Regions from separate parts of the Mus musculus genome. Here regions 1, 2, 3 and 4 are each linked to region 5. Evidence: chromatin contacts called from public HiChIP or PLAC-seq and promoter capture Hi-C data. All regions are on one chromosome and are shown on one strand. Each heading gives the region's core, a stretch centred on a gene start, on an enhancer-like site or on the middle of the called end of the contact. The rest is flanking DNA. Distances are from core to core; before and after follow the strand shown. Region 1 holds the start of Tbx19 (T-box 19). Region 2 holds the start of Mgst3 (microsomal glutathione S-transferase 3). Region 3 holds the start of Tiprl (TIP41, TOR signalling pathway regulator-like (S. cerevisiae)). Region 4 holds the start of Lmx1a (LIM homeobox transcription factor 1 alpha). Region 5 holds the start of Tada1 (transcriptional adaptor 1).

The links. Promoter capture Hi-C pulls out the DNA fragments that hold promoters and counts their contacts. HiChIP or PLAC-seq counts read pairs in DNA pulled down with a chosen protein or histone mark.
Region 1: a promoter capture Hi-C map of liver shows a contact between it and region 5, with 4 times the contacts expected there. The contact joins the promoter of Tbx19 here to the promoter of Tada1 in region 5. A contact is called at or near these places in 4 of 39 promoter capture datasets (liver, pre-B cells and stem cell-derived epiblast-like cells).
Region 2: an H3K27ac HiChIP or PLAC-seq map of acute myeloid leukemia shows a contact between it and region 5, with 12 times the contacts expected there. The contact joins the promoter of Mgst3 here to the promoter of Tada1 in region 5. A contact is called at or near these places in 8 of 39 promoter capture datasets (the 3T3-L1 cell line, 3T3-L1-derived adipocytes, the C10 cell line and 4 more), 5 of 115 datasets of contacts at active chromatin or transcription factors (the 230-238 cell line, acute myeloid leukemia, astrocytes and 1 more) and 1 of 9 other capture datasets (adipose tissue).
Region 3: an H3K27ac HiChIP or PLAC-seq map of embryonic stem cells shows a contact between it and region 5, with 46 times the contacts expected there. The contact joins the promoter of Tiprl here to the promoter of Tada1 in region 5. A contact is called at or near these places in 3 of 484 Hi-C or Micro-C datasets (embryonic fibroblasts, neutrophils and stem cell-derived primordial germ cell-like cells), 1 of 115 datasets of contacts at active chromatin or transcription factors (embryonic stem cells) and 2 of 9 other capture datasets (adipose tissue and liver).
Region 4: a contact with region 5 is called in a promoter capture Hi-C map of cranial neural crest. The contact joins the promoter of Lmx1a here to the promoter of Tada1 in region 5. A contact is called at or near these places in 3 of 39 promoter capture datasets (cranial neural crest, frontonasal cranial neural crest and maxillary cranial neural crest).

Annotation. Positions count from the first base shown.
Region 1 is chr1:165,159,471-165,162,170 of GRCm38.p6, reverse strand. Tbx19 (T-box 19) reads left to right here and starts at 1,398. Exons shown (of 8, transcript NM_032005.4): 1 at 1,398-1,805. The coding sequence starts at 1,609.
Region 2 is chr1:167,392,574-167,395,273 of GRCm38.p6, reverse strand. It overlaps Mgst3 (microsomal glutathione S-transferase 3), which reads left to right and starts at 1,433. Exons shown (of 6, transcript NM_025569.2): 1 at 1,433-1,523.
Region 3 is chr1:165,235,551-165,238,250 of GRCm38.p6, reverse strand. It overlaps Tiprl (TIP41, TOR signalling pathway regulator-like (S. cerevisiae)), which reads left to right and starts at 1,293. Exons shown (of 7, transcript NM_145513.4): 1 at 1,293-1,521. The coding sequence starts at 1,418.
Region 4 is chr1:167,688,174-167,690,873 of GRCm38.p6, reverse strand. Lmx1a (LIM homeobox transcription factor 1 alpha) reads right to left here and starts at 1,316. Exons shown (of 8, transcript NM_033652.5): 1 at 1,024-1,316. The coding sequence starts at 1,099.
Region 5 is chr1:166,377,840-166,380,539 of GRCm38.p6, reverse strand. It overlaps Tada1 (transcriptional adaptor 1), which reads right to left and starts at 1,373. Exons shown (of 8, transcript NM_030245.3): 1 at 1,064-1,373. The coding sequence starts at 1,137.

The DNA of each region.
Region 1 (2,700 bases), core at 149-2,648, 1.2 Mb after region 5:
CCCTCTTCTGGATACTCAACTTTCTCTGTGTCCTTTCCGTCACTGTTGAGATGCCTTCTCAAATCGCCTTTCTACAGCACAGCATCTAATCAGGACCCTCCCCACCCCAGCCCCGCCTCACCTTGCATGGCTTCCTCCACCACTTCGTCCTTTTGCATGATCTTTATTTTCTTACCGTGGCTGATAACCAAACTACTTCATGTCACTTCTTTCCCCTGTCAGATGGGTCGTTCTACGAAGATATCGCTTCTCTTCTATCACTTCTGTGGAGTGCTTAGTAGGTACTCAGTTCATGTTTGGCATCCTCCACATTCAGACTCCCCCTAAGTTTTCTGCTTTTATTTCCCCATTGCTCTGACATTCTTGTTTTCTTTTATAACAAGATAAACCAGCACCCTAGGCTCTCCTAGGGTTGGGGTGTTCCAGCTGTTTTGATGGTCTCCTTCATGGTTTCTACCTCCCCATCCAGCCACCCTGTGCTGTGTCTTTAGGAGAAGTAACCGTTTCTACTAATTACATCCTCAGGGAATAGCGGGACTCAATCCGGAAGGACAGCGTTGGCCACGGCTGTCCCAAAAGAGAACTGGGAGCCTTTTTGGACCAACGATTAGCATCACTCAGTCCAATGATGTAAAACGTTGATTCCCACCCAGGAGGCGCAGAGTTTTTCTTAGAATAGTTCAGGACAAATTACTTTCCCCCTTCCTTTCACTAGGACTGGAGATAAGAGAGACTAGGGGTCTGGATTCGAGGGAGGAAGATCAAAGTTCAAAGCTGAAAATGAAAAGGACCTTAGAGGTAAAAAGGGTGTGAATGTGGGTGGGTACAGTCAGTGGGGAGATGACAGAGGAGCTCCCTAGGGGAAAGAGGTCTGTAGTTCTTTTCCTCCTGACTTCAGTTTCTTGAGTGTAGCATGCAGAGAGACTTCCTTTATTCTCAGGTCTTGTATCTTGGCACAGAGCCCTTCACCCTCAGCATAGACTGCTCTTGTCTGCAGGGCTTCTGTGTCTGTTCAAGTTGCTAGATCAGGGTGGAGGGAGTTCAGCTGACTACTCTGCCAGGACAGCTTGCCCAGACAGCAAGTTTGTGGCTCCCCTGCCAGCACCTCCTTTTCTATAGGTGCCACATGCCACAATTTATACGCAGACATGATTTGACTGATTGTTGCAGTCCGGGCCTGGAATAATTTTAATTAACGGGAAAACGGTCCTCAATACACCGATTAGACCTCTTCAGGTACAACAAGATAAAAGCCTGATAATTTGGATGGAGTACTCTTCTTAAACGTCTACTGTAGGCAGGGCGGCCAATGGGAAAGCCAGGCTGACTCCCACCTGATCCAGTGAGTAATTAAGAGAGCGCTTTTTCTTCTCCACCTCCCCCCACCCTCTCCTCCCTGCTCCCCAACTGAAGCTTAACAGGTTGGTGGTATAATTTGGAGACTTTCAGGGGTGTCACACTGGAAGCTTTAGCAAGAGCCAAGGCATCTTATTCTACTCCCAGACACTGACCAGCTGGGGTCGAAAAGCCAGCAAGTGAGGGAAGGAAGGAGCCGGAGGCAGAGAAAGTGGGAACGGCTCTCAGCAAAGTTTGAAAGGGTCTACAGCCATGAGTGAACTGGCCACACAGAAGGCTGGCGAAGGCACTGTGTCTCGCCTGCTTAACGTGGTGGAAAGTGAGCTCCAGGCAGGGAGGGAGAAGGGAGACCCTACAGAGAAGCAACTTCAGATCATCCTGGAGGATGCTCCCCTCTGGCAGAGATTCAAGGAAGTCACTAATGAAATGATCGTGACCAAGAACGGCAGGTGAGTTTGACTGCAGCCCACTTGTGCTAGCCTTTGCTTGGCGAGGAAGGTAAGACACCTTTGGTAGTAAAGAGGCTACCACTCTTCGTTCAGAGGCAGCAGGCTCTGAACATCTTAAAGACAGTCTCGGCTGGCCGTCACTCAGCCAACTTAATTTCTTTGAGATAATCAGAGCAGTGGAAGATGGAGGCCACCTGTCTTACCTACATGTATTATATGGGGAATTATTTTGCAGGGGAGCATGCCCCATGCATTGGGGAAGTGGACTCAACTGTCAGAAACTGGTATTAATTTTTGAATGACTGTGTCCCCTGGAGCAGACCTGTGTTCAGTCCTGTTCAGATAATGTGAAAGTTGACTTTATTTGGAAACTGGATAGTTTGTTCTTAAGCACAGCACACCTGTCTGTCAGACGATTTTGACTAGTTGAAGACTGGGATTGAAAGGGCCACATGGCCTATCTCTCTCTGCCTGCTTCCTTGTGCATGTTGAGGGAGAATGAGTTTCGATTGTGTGTTTCACATAGTTAGGAAAGCTGGCGTATAATAGGGAATGAAGCTCTAATGCCCAGTTTTAGGAAAGAGAAGTTTTCTTCTTTCATTCTCCCTGCAAAGAGTGGGGATTGTCCATACCGCTCCCTGCTGGCATTTCTCAGATCCTGTGAAGCTTAGCCTGTTAGGCGCCTTTGAGGGAACTTTAAAGCTTGAGCTTAGCAGAGGAGATGCAAATGTTTTGAAAGAGACTCCCACTGCATGCTCACACATCTTTGGGTACCTATGGACACAAAGTACCCGAAGGACATTTTCAGTAGTGTTAGTTGAGCCCAGACTCTTTTTCTTACACCTTGAGAGAAATTTTGCTTAGAGAGAAAAGTTGAAATTAGCTGAACCTCAGG
Region 2 (2,700 bases), core at 184-2,683, 1.0 Mb before region 5:
TAGAAGTGCAAATTCTCCCAAAGAAGAGATTCTCGTGAGGATGGGCTCACTAGTGCACCTCTATAATGCCAAGAGTTGGAAGGTGGAGGCAGGAGGATCAGTTCAAGACCAGTGTGAGCTACATGGCAATATGAACTTGAGGCACACCTGGGCTGTGAGGGAGAAAGACAGGTGGAAGAAAGGAAGGGTATGCAAGCTGTGCTAAAGATCCGAAAATCTTAAAAATTGTACTGATTAAAATTTTGGTGATTGTGGAGGGGTGGAAACCTTCAGCCAATCAAGCTAGCTTTAACATCCTTACTAGTCATTTATGTATTTGAACAGCTATCTCGGACCTATCACTCAAATCATTTCAGAGAGTACAAACCTGCCACTAGCCTCTACGAACTCAAGACAAAGAATGTCATCAGACAATATCTGAGATCTTATTCCAGGCTTTGCTATAATCTGCACACCTGATGCCCCCACCACCACCCGTTCCCAACGTACAAGAAAGGGAACTTGACTTAGGAATTTCTTTGGTTCTGTTACTAGAAGTTCACGAAATTACAGTTGGCCACTGCAGGCCATGGTCACTCATATTTGGCTACAGAATAAACTTATTCTCTGGTGTTTGTGAGGAAGGAGGGGAGAGACATTAAAAGGTATGCACTGTCTGACCTAGTTTCTTAGGTCGTAGCATGTTAAGTTTCTTAGGGCATTTCAGAAACGCGGGGCAAAAAAAAAAAAAAAAAAAAAAAGTAGCAGATAGCTTCGGTGCTTTCTGCGACCGGTTTAAAGCAGAACTTATAGAAATTAGCAGTCAAGGTCTGCTTCTGCTTAGTAGGTCCTATCCAAGGCTCTCCTGGAGGCCGCCGCGAGGTGGCACAAGAGGGTGCGCCTGTGCTCTTTGTTAAGTTTGTGCCGGGGTCCGGGAAGAAATACCTGGGCGAGCCAAGCCATAGGAGCCCGCCTGTGGGGCTGGGGGAGAGAGAATGGGTGCGGTGCACCGTGTAGGCAGAGCTGAGGTACGCGCCAACGGCGCAGGCTAAGGGAACTCCCACAGTTTCAAACGCCCCCTCCCCAAGAGAGTCCAAAAGTGAGACACACGCCTTCCCCACCCACCCCAAGCTCTCCATAAACTACGCTCTACTTTCTGCGCACGCGCAGCAAGCTGAGTTACAGTGCCCTGCCGGGGACAAATTACTAACGCGTTACTGTCGCTTCTGTTCCAACCAAGCAGAACAAATCTCTAGGAGCAATTTAATACTGTAGTCACGAAAAGATACTTGGAGAGTAGAGCAAATATATACACTGGGGAGCCGGAAAAGTAGATATGCGGGCTACCCGACACAGGGAAAAAATGCAGTCTAGTTTAAGAAACAGCTAGAACCGCCAAAGTCAGAGGCGGTCTCGGGGGCGGTCCCGAGGGCGTGGCCGCGCGGGGCGGGGCGGAGTGGGGCGGGTCCTGCGGGACAGCTAGAGCCGCACCTAGGCACTGCTGTGCTTCTCAGGTCTGTACCAGGCGCACGAAGGTGAGCCAGGTAAGTGCTGGCAGCTGCGAGCTGCAGGAGCTTTAGCTTCACTGGGACACCTGAATGCCTGCACATGCACAACCGGTATCTCAGTCACTTGGAACGGAATTGGGGTCTCCAACCTCCCTTCTTTATCGGTCGATTTGAGCTCTGCATTTCTACCCACTCTGCCCTCCGCCCTCCCTGCATGCTCCCCCCGATGGTGTAGCTTAGGAGCTTCTCGGGGAGGCCCCTACCTCGCTATCTCTAACTCAGGGAGGTTCTCAAGGTCAGCTCATCCTCAATTCCTTATTTTCCTCCCCCTCCTTAATTCCAATTGTGTAAAGACCTGGGGCTCCCTCTTTCGGCCTTCAAGAGACCACCTGACCTTACTCACTGCAGCTGTTAATACAGAGAAAGGAGCCCGGAACTCTGCAGTGGGAACTGGCCATTCGTACCTGATCTAGCACAGGTTTCATAAGTGGCGTGCAAGCGCCGCGCCTGCTATGGATGTCTTGTTGCTAGGATCCTTCGAGAGGGTCTCAGAGGGAATTGCATTTGTTTTCCTCTCGCCTCGTAGAAATATTTGCATTGATACCTGAATATGGGTCATTTTCTTACTTCTGTCCTCATAGCAAGAGACTTCTTGGGAAGAGTGAGTGGGATATTAATTCATCCCATACTCACATGTCCGCAAGTGTCCCTTTACTTATCTTGTGTCGCTACAGGGAGACCCAGAACCACAGGGTGGGGCACCTGCAGGGTGGTGGAAGGGAGTAAGAGACACTGAGTCACTCCCGAGGTTGTGGTTTCTGTTAATTCTTTGCTTGGGAGGCACCAGTCTGCAAGTAGCCTAGGGTACAAGTCAGTGCGGAAAAGGAAGTAGAGGAAAAGCAGAGACAGATGGTCGGATGGGTAGGAAAGCAACGCTGCGCTGCGGGTTGGGACTTGAATCCCTTAACTAGGGAAAGGAGGTGCCCCAGAGAGCAACCAGCTCTCTGCTCTGTTGCCTGTACTGGTGGCTTAGGTGTGGCCTTGCAGGGTCTGCTGCAGATTTTAAGGTAGTAGCAGAAACCAGGGCTTCCCTGCGGGAATCTGTAGGGCACCTGCAGACTGCAGTTTCCCGGAAGCAGCCAAGGTTATTAGTCAGGGTTACCCGGTGTGTTTTCTTTCAGTGTGTCCATAATGAGAGTATACTGTCTTGAGT
Region 3 (2,700 bases), core at 44-2,543, 1.1 Mb after region 5:
CACACACACACACACACACACACGGCACTTGGGAAGAAGCAGAACAATCAGGAATTCAAGGTCCTCCTTAGCTACAATAGTGAATTGAAGGCTAGCCTAGGCTGGCTGTATGGAACTCTTTCAGAAAGAAAAGAGGATGGATTTCGTTGCATGTAATTTGCTCATTTACCTCCTTATTAGGTCTTCTAGCAGATCTAGATGATGTGAGGTTTACAATGTAACGTCAGTGAAAGGACCCCAGCCTCCTTGGGAAGTGCGTCAGGGGCCAACCTCTGGAGGTCAGTGATGGTAGACAATCCTCCACTATTCGGGATGAACATCTTTATCCTCTGCGGAAGCTGAGACGCCCTACTTTCCGTAGGCAATGGAAATAGAGTAACTATGTAGGAACCAAGGATAGGATGCCAACGGAATGAATTAATCCAGACACCTTGGGCAGGGGAAATTGATGATGGGTTCCTGGGACAGACACACAAACAGAAAATACCTGAGGAGGAAAAGGTTTACTTGGCTTAACACCTTCTGGTAGACAAGGTAGGAATTGAAGCAGAAATCATGCAACAACGCTGCTTAGCGGTTCCAGCGTCGATGAAACAAACACTGAGTGAATAAGAGAGGGGGTGTTGGAATTGAGATGGTGAACAGTTTTGAGATGCTCAAACATTAAACCATCTCATTTTGAGGCAGCTGGGGCCGAAAAGAATCAGTTGTGTTTTACCCAAAGATACACACAGTTGCACTGCAAGCATGGACGGAGCACCGGGCTTTCAGCGTCGTTTCCACTACACCTGTGTGCGGGTAGAAAAGTCTTAAAATATCATAAGGATAATTTGACGTTTCTTTCGTGGTACAAAGAATCAAACACAGGGCGTCGGCGGTTTGCACGGTAAGAAAGTGGGGCTCTTCCACTGGGATTCAAGGTGGAGGAGCTACTATTTGTCATTGGCTCCAAAGTCGCTGTTGGTGCTGGGCTTCCTGAGCGATAGGGACATTGGGCATGTCCTCTTCACCACGACTCATAAGCACAAGAGGTGATGACACTGCTTGGAGCGGTCTGTAAGGAGGAGGTAAGGCAGTGAAGCACGGGGCTCTGGATCCAGAAAGACAAATTCCCACATTCACTCTGGGGTGACGTCACCCGGAGACTTCAGGGCGGCGCGCCAGAGCGACACCCCCGCGCTCAAGTCCCGCCCCTCAGCGTCTCCACGTAAGACGTGTGTCACCCTGAGCTAGTGGTCCCGGAAGTAAAACCAGGAGGGGCGGAAGAGACGGCGGAAGGGCGGGCCTACGGCGCGGCGGCAGGGGGCGGGGCCGAGATGGTAACGGACGCGCCCAGGAGCCGCGCTGCAGAGAGGGCCATCGTGCGACCGCTGCCGCAGGCGCTTGCTCCGAGTAACCCTGCGGCTCCGCTTCTGCCATGATGATCCACGGCTTTCAGAGCAGCCACCAGGACTTCTCCTTCGGGCCTTGGAAGCTGACGGCGTCCAAGACCCACATCATGAAGTCTGCGGATGTGGAAAAGTGAGGCTGTGGGGCGGGGCCGGGCCGAGCCGAGCCGAGCCGAGCCGAGCCGGGCCAGGTCCGGTTGGTGTCCGGGCTGGGGGTCTGACGGTCTCGGTGCAGCCTCACGCGGTACTTGGGGCCGCAGGCTCGGTCCCTCTGACCGACCGTTGATTGACAACTTCAGTAAATGGTCCTGTTCCCTGCTCGCGGCGACCTCTGCTTGCTGGAACTGTAGCTTCTCAGGGTTGAACTGAGCGCGGCTGTTTTGGTGGACTTCACCTAAACCTCGCCGCTCCTTTTTTTCCTACCTAAGCCTGCGCAACCTTTCTGGGCGCGATGACCTGTTCCCTTGCGGGCAATGACGGAAATGGTATTTATGTTTAGTTTTGAGCTTCTTTGGTTCTGTGGTGTGCTCTTGAGGTTCTGAACATGAACCATTGAGTACCACAGACTTCAGAGGACGTGAGACCGTGTGACGTTACTGTGTGACTGTTTAGGATGAAGATTTCAGGTTTTTTTTTTTTTTTCTTTCCTTCTTTTAGCAAATCAGGTGCTGTGATAAGCACTTGAGATAGGACAGATGAAAGAGAAAGGCCCAAGGAATTCATAGTTTCACGAGAGACCGTTATATTATTGTGTGGTTGGTTAGGATGAAGATGTATACAGGTGTGTGTGCGCGTTAGTGTGTTCGCGCGAGGGTCAGTGCACCTGGGCAGAATCTTGATCAAGTCTGGAGACTGGATGGCCGGGTAAAGCCAGCACTCAGACTGAGATCTGAGGTGTTTGGGGATGCCTATAACTGTATCCTGACAAAGTTTGGGGGGGGGGCGCCCTGGCAGAGTGTTGCCTCCCTCGTCATTGGAGAGTTCTCTGTCTTGCTAAGAAGTTTGAATTTTATATAGTAGTCATCAGGTGTAGTTTTACTCAATATCTACATGCATCGTGGTTGTGTCTGGAAGGTTTCTTGGAGGTGTTGTAGAAGATGGAGGGCTGGAATGCTGGAGAGGAGGCCAGTAAGCAGGAAAGAGATGACAGAAGCTGAGATTCAGTGCTTAAGTTTGGTAGGCAGTTGATGGAAAGAAAGAAAAAGGGAGGCTCTTCAGGACCTTTTGTTGTTGTTGTTGTTGTTTAAAATTTACATATGTAAAAGAATCCTTTTTGAAACATAAGTTGTTTCAAATGTTATTAATTCAGAAT
Region 4 (2,700 bases), core at 67-2,566, 1.3 Mb before region 5:
CGCACACAGGCTCTAGCCTGCGTCTTCCTTCTTGCTCTGGGGAGAAAATCCTGACAATTTCGAAAGGGAGGTTGAAAGAAGAGGGCATGGGTTTTGTAATTTCGTTTCCTCTGAACTGTTGGGGTGGAGTGGGCGATTTCTCTCTGGACATGGTTTCTATAATCGAAATTTTTTCAGCCCCACTCTATTGGTTCTAAAGTTAGAGAAAGAGGCAAGAGGTTTAAATAAAAGAAAAATCTCTCCTTCAGAAAGAAGCGGGAAGAAACACAGGAAGAAAGAAAATTTAAAAACAAAACAAAACAAAACATTTTTTTCTCCAAACTTGAAAATTCCAAAGGGAGAGTTGAAGAGACACTGGCAAAACAAGCCTGAACTCTGAAAGACCCATGGGTATGACTCTTTGGATCTCTCTATTCTCTGCTCCTTCGAAGTGGCTGGGTTGGGGGTAGAGGGATACCAAGCTTGCGGAACAGGGGTCCGGCTTCAGTTAATTAAAGACCAGGCAAGGGCCCCGCCGTGCAAGCTAATCCCAGCGCAGCGCTGCCCACCAGCCCGGAAAAGCCTCTCGGCCATGCCCAATACTAAAATTGGGGCTGCAGTTGGTGGGGGAAGAGAAGAACCTGGGCGCTCTGGGCCTCGGATCTCTCATGCTAGGACACAGGCCTCTGAGAAACCGGTGGCATTTATGAGCCGTCGATCAGCTCCGTGATTAAAAATCCAGCCCTGGGTATTATTAATCACTTGCCACTCAAATGCCTTGTGAACATGCTCGCCCGCCCCTCAAGGCTTTGGGGAATTCGATGTTGAACTCGTGAAGCCTGGGGAGGCTTGATGGTTGTATTTAGGTAGGGACGACTCAAAAGGACTGATGGACACGGAAAGACAGAGATTGTGGGCACCTCTGTGTGCGCGCGAAGAGGGTGCTAGTCTGGTCGCTTAACCCAGTATCAGAGACCTGACGTACTGAGCTCCCGGCCCCGGCAGAAGGAGGATGCTCTAGGGAGCATGCGGTTGAACACTTACCCAGCAAAGAGGAGAAAGATGCCGAGGTCTCAATCGCACTTTGAAAGTTCTCCTCCATCTTCAGGCCGTCCAACATGTTCGGGGTGAGCCAGGAGGACCTGTAGAGCGGAGGAACGGTTGAGTCTAGCTTCCCGTGCCTGTTGGGACTCCGCACCCTCAGTTGCCACTCTCCTGGGACAGGACAGAAGCAGTGTCCAGGGCGACAAGAATGAGCCTAGAGGGTAGAGTCCAGACAAGGGAAATGTAAGGTGGGAGGAGAGAGAAGAGCCACCGTGAACTGCTCGGACGGCTCTGATTTCACTTGAAGTCAACGCGTTATGTGCTAAGGCCTCCGCCCCCTAACTGCGTTCTCCTAACCCCCACCCCCACCCCTGTCCCCAGGTTTCCCATTCCAAGACCGACTCCGCCCCATCCTATACTAATGTGGCCCCTAGGGATCCCACCACTAGAACTATGGTACTCTGTGTGATGGGGTGGGGGTACGCCTGCTCTCAGAGCCAGGGCCAAGCCGGGACCAACCAGGTCCGATATCCCAGTGGCACCACCACTCACTTTCGACCCTCACCTGTCTTAGAGAGAGGCAGAGTAAGGGACTCGGAGACTGTCCCGCCTGCTTCCGTACTCCTGGCGCAGCGCTCTGCTTGGGGGGTGGGGGGGGGGCGCTCGGGAGTAGGCGTGCGGGGCGCGCGGGGAGGTCCTCCCGCCGGTCGGCCAGTGCCGGGAACGTCTGCAGGAGCAAAGGAGTCGCCTTGGGGAGGAGCCGCGACTGGCCCGGTTCACTCTTGGATGCATTTCAAATCAACTTTCAGAAACACGCCCGCCCGAGCCGGAGCCTAAGGATCCCCGCAGCCTTCCTTACCTGATGGGCGAGCTCGCGCCCAGCGTCCGGAGCAGCGCGAAGTGGCCGGGAGACGCCGGGCAGCTTTGGCGGAGGGAGGAGGCGTCCCCTAGGCTGCAGCCAGAGCAGCCGCCCGGACTCCGGCGCACCCGGGAGAGAGCAGGAGCGAACGCCGGCCCCCGATTCCGCTCCTCGGCGCGCCGGAGTGGGGCCGGGCCGTGGCCTCAAGCCGCCGATCCTCCTCGGGACGTCCCGCCAACACGCGCCGCTCTGCAGCCGGGAAGGGGAAACCAGGCGGCTGCTCCAAGATCGGCGGTGGAACCGGAGGCCCAGGGTCCTGGGTGCAAAGTCCGCCCTGCCTTCTTCGAGGCGGCTCGGGCGGTTTCTGACAGTGGCCGCTGGCTGCGTGCGCGGCCCGGGAAGGGGGTGGGGTGCGCAGGGCGGGGGCCTGGGAGCGCGTCCCGTGGCGGGGCCCGCGGTGCTCTGTTTCCCCGGCTTGGCTGCTCGACCCACCGCGAGGCTACAGCCTGATGCTCCAGTCTGCTGCCCGGACCTCCCGGACGCGCCAAACTTTTCCTTCTCTCCACGTGGAACGGTTGCCCCGGGGGAGCTACACCCCAGACTCGGCAGAGATCCGTGCCACCTAGACTTCACGCGGGCGGGATGGGGATCCGGTTGCTCTCGGATCTGCACCGTAAGTGATGACTAACCTCAGACACCTGGAGGTCGCGGGGATCGCCTAGAGCCCCCAACCCCAATCCTCTCTGCTTTGTGAACTCTGGCACCAGAAGCTCCAAGCTCTTCGGATTTTCATTCACCCACTTGCTCCTGCAACTTAC
Region 5 (2,700 bases), core at 124-2,623:
CAGCAAAAAGAGAAAAAAGAAAAAGAAACTTGTACAAAATTCTTGGGTGTAACAAGACAGCTGCCAAAACGCACAACTTGTGACTCTCCATTGAGAAGTCCACATCTGGGTATGTCTTATTTCCCTGGGCATCTCTTTTTAATTCCGGTGCTTAAAAATCTACAAATAATAATACTTATTATTTATTTATTTATTTATTTATTTAAAGCCTTTTAAAGAGGGGTTCCGACGAGGAGCTTGCACCTAAGCTTTTCTGACGGCCTTTCTATTAACACCACCTCTGCTTCACGGGCTGCTCTTGTCAATCATTTCAACTTCAGTGCCAGGAAATACGGGTTTGCCAGAATTGAAGTTCCCCCAAAAGATCGAGGCTCCTCCTCCGGCTGCCGCAGGCTACTGCTTATAGAGCTGTCACTCTGCCCCAGTCCCTGCTGACAGCCCGGCGGTGTGGGGAACGGGAGGACTTTCCAAGTAACCCCTGAAAAGCATCACACGGCGGGAACCAGAAGCCTCAGTCCCATCCTTGGGCAGTGACTTTGGGGGAATAAGTAATCTCTGTCTCTCGAGTACGAACTGTGCCGATCTCAGGTCTGAGGATTGGCTGGCCCGTGTGGAACACTGGGAAAGGCGTCCTACGGCCGGCTAGGCAGCCGCCCCCTTGGATGCTGTGGTTGTAAGGTGGGTGACCGACCGACTTCACTTGGGGTCTCTGTGCCTTCCGAACCCGCTTTCACAGCTCTTCTAGCTGGCCCCTGAGCAACGCGGGCCTCCGCCTCCGGGAAGCCCTCCGGGCCCCCCCACCCCGCCCCGGCGCGCCCCCCGCTCTACCGACTCCGGGGCGCCTAGGGCGCTGCTCCCGCCCCCACGCGGGTATCACCGGTGTCGGGACGCCCAGGAGAAAGTCCTCCAGCGCCTCGAGTCCCGGCGGAGCCCGCACGGGAGCCGTGGCGGCCGCGAGACGCCTACGGCCTCCGGGAGGTGAAGAGAGTCCAGGGACTACGGCAGCCCCGAGCTTGGGGCACACCCACGGACAGGCCCGGAGGCTGGTCCCCGCGGCTCTTACTGTTTCACGTTGTCCCCCAGCGCCTCGCTCAAGTTCTTCTTGGCTGCCTCCAGCTCGCTCACAAAGGTCGCCATTGCAGCGCGCGTCTTTCAGCCCGACCGTAGACCGCGCGGCCCACGGCCACCAGCAACCGAAAGATCAACGCGGCGGAAGGCCTGCGCGCCGGACGCTGGAGGCTCGACTCGACTCGATTCCACTCGGCTCGGCTCGGCTCGGTTCGGCTCGGCTCGGCTCGGTTCGGCTCGGCTCGGCTCGGCTCGGCTCCGCTCGGCTCGGCTCGGCTCCGCTCGGCTCGGCTCGGCTCGGCTCTGCTCGGCGGCCCCGCCCCCATCCGCTAGGGAGACGTTGCGTGGGTTTGGTTCTTGGCCCCGCCGTCTCGCAGTTGGGAAAGCACCCAGCCAAACTCCCTTCGCCAACTCCCGCCTCTTGGCTCACGTGACCCGCTTCCCCTGGTGGGCGCGTGCCCAACCTACGCCCGCCTGCCCGCCCGCGGCGGCCCCCGGGGCGCGAACTTGACCGCCCCGCCCGCCCTCCGGCCAGGCCCCGCCCTGACTGCAGGTCAGCTCTTCCCAGAAGGAAGAGCTCAGGTCCCCGAGTGCATGCAATATCTAATTTATCCTCTTGTCCTCATTTTTTTGCCAAGTGCTCACCACCTATTGTGACATTTAGTTGGTCGATCTCGTTTTCTGCCTCCTGCAACTAAAACGAGAGCTGCCTGAAGGCAGGATTTATGTTACTCAAGTTCTGAACATTCACTATTGACAGATCAAATAAAAATAATTCCCAAGCAGGACTACCAAAGGTCCTAGGGGAGGTAACAGGAGGAGTCTCAGCAGCTAGTTAGCCTGACCCACAGAGGAAAAGACGCAAAGAACCTCGTTTCAAGTCAAGGTCAAGTGGAAGGACCCACAAGCTAGCTTGTCCTCTCTCAAATTCCAAATTCACACTCGAATATGCACATATATACTACACTAGGAAGCCATAGCTGTGTTCAGCTTAAAACTTTTTAAAGCCTACTTTTAAAGTCTCTCTCTCTCTCTCTCTCTCTCTCTCTCTCTCTCTCTCTCTCTCTCTCTCTCTCGTTTTGACAGAGTGGCCTCTTAACTCACATAGATCCAACTGCCTCTAGTGCTGGCTGGGACTAAAGGCATGGGTCACCATGCCCAGCTTGTTTGTTCTTGAAATAGGGTCTCTCTTTGTAGCCCTGGCTATCTGACACCAGGCTATTATTTTGCCTTAATGTTCATGTTTGTTTGTTTGTTTTTTGAGACAGGGTTTCTCTGTATAGCCCTGGCTGTCCTGGAACTCACTTTGTAGAACAGGCTGGCCTTGAACTCAGAAATCCACCTGTCTCTGCCTCCCAAGTGCTGGGATTAAAGGCATGTGCCACCACTGCCCGGCTAATGTTCATACTTTTAATGACAGCATAATTTTTTAAAGATTTTGTTTTTAGGTAGATGTCGTTGTGAGTGAATTTACAGGTGGTTGTGAGCAGCGGGCCCTGTTAAATACTGCACAGATAAGATGCATACAATGACTTCTTTCCTGTCTATTAAACTGGGGTTTTCTCCTGTATTAAAAGAAATATTTTAACAAGCATCTTTATGCAGATTCTCCTCATTTGTAATTATTACTTT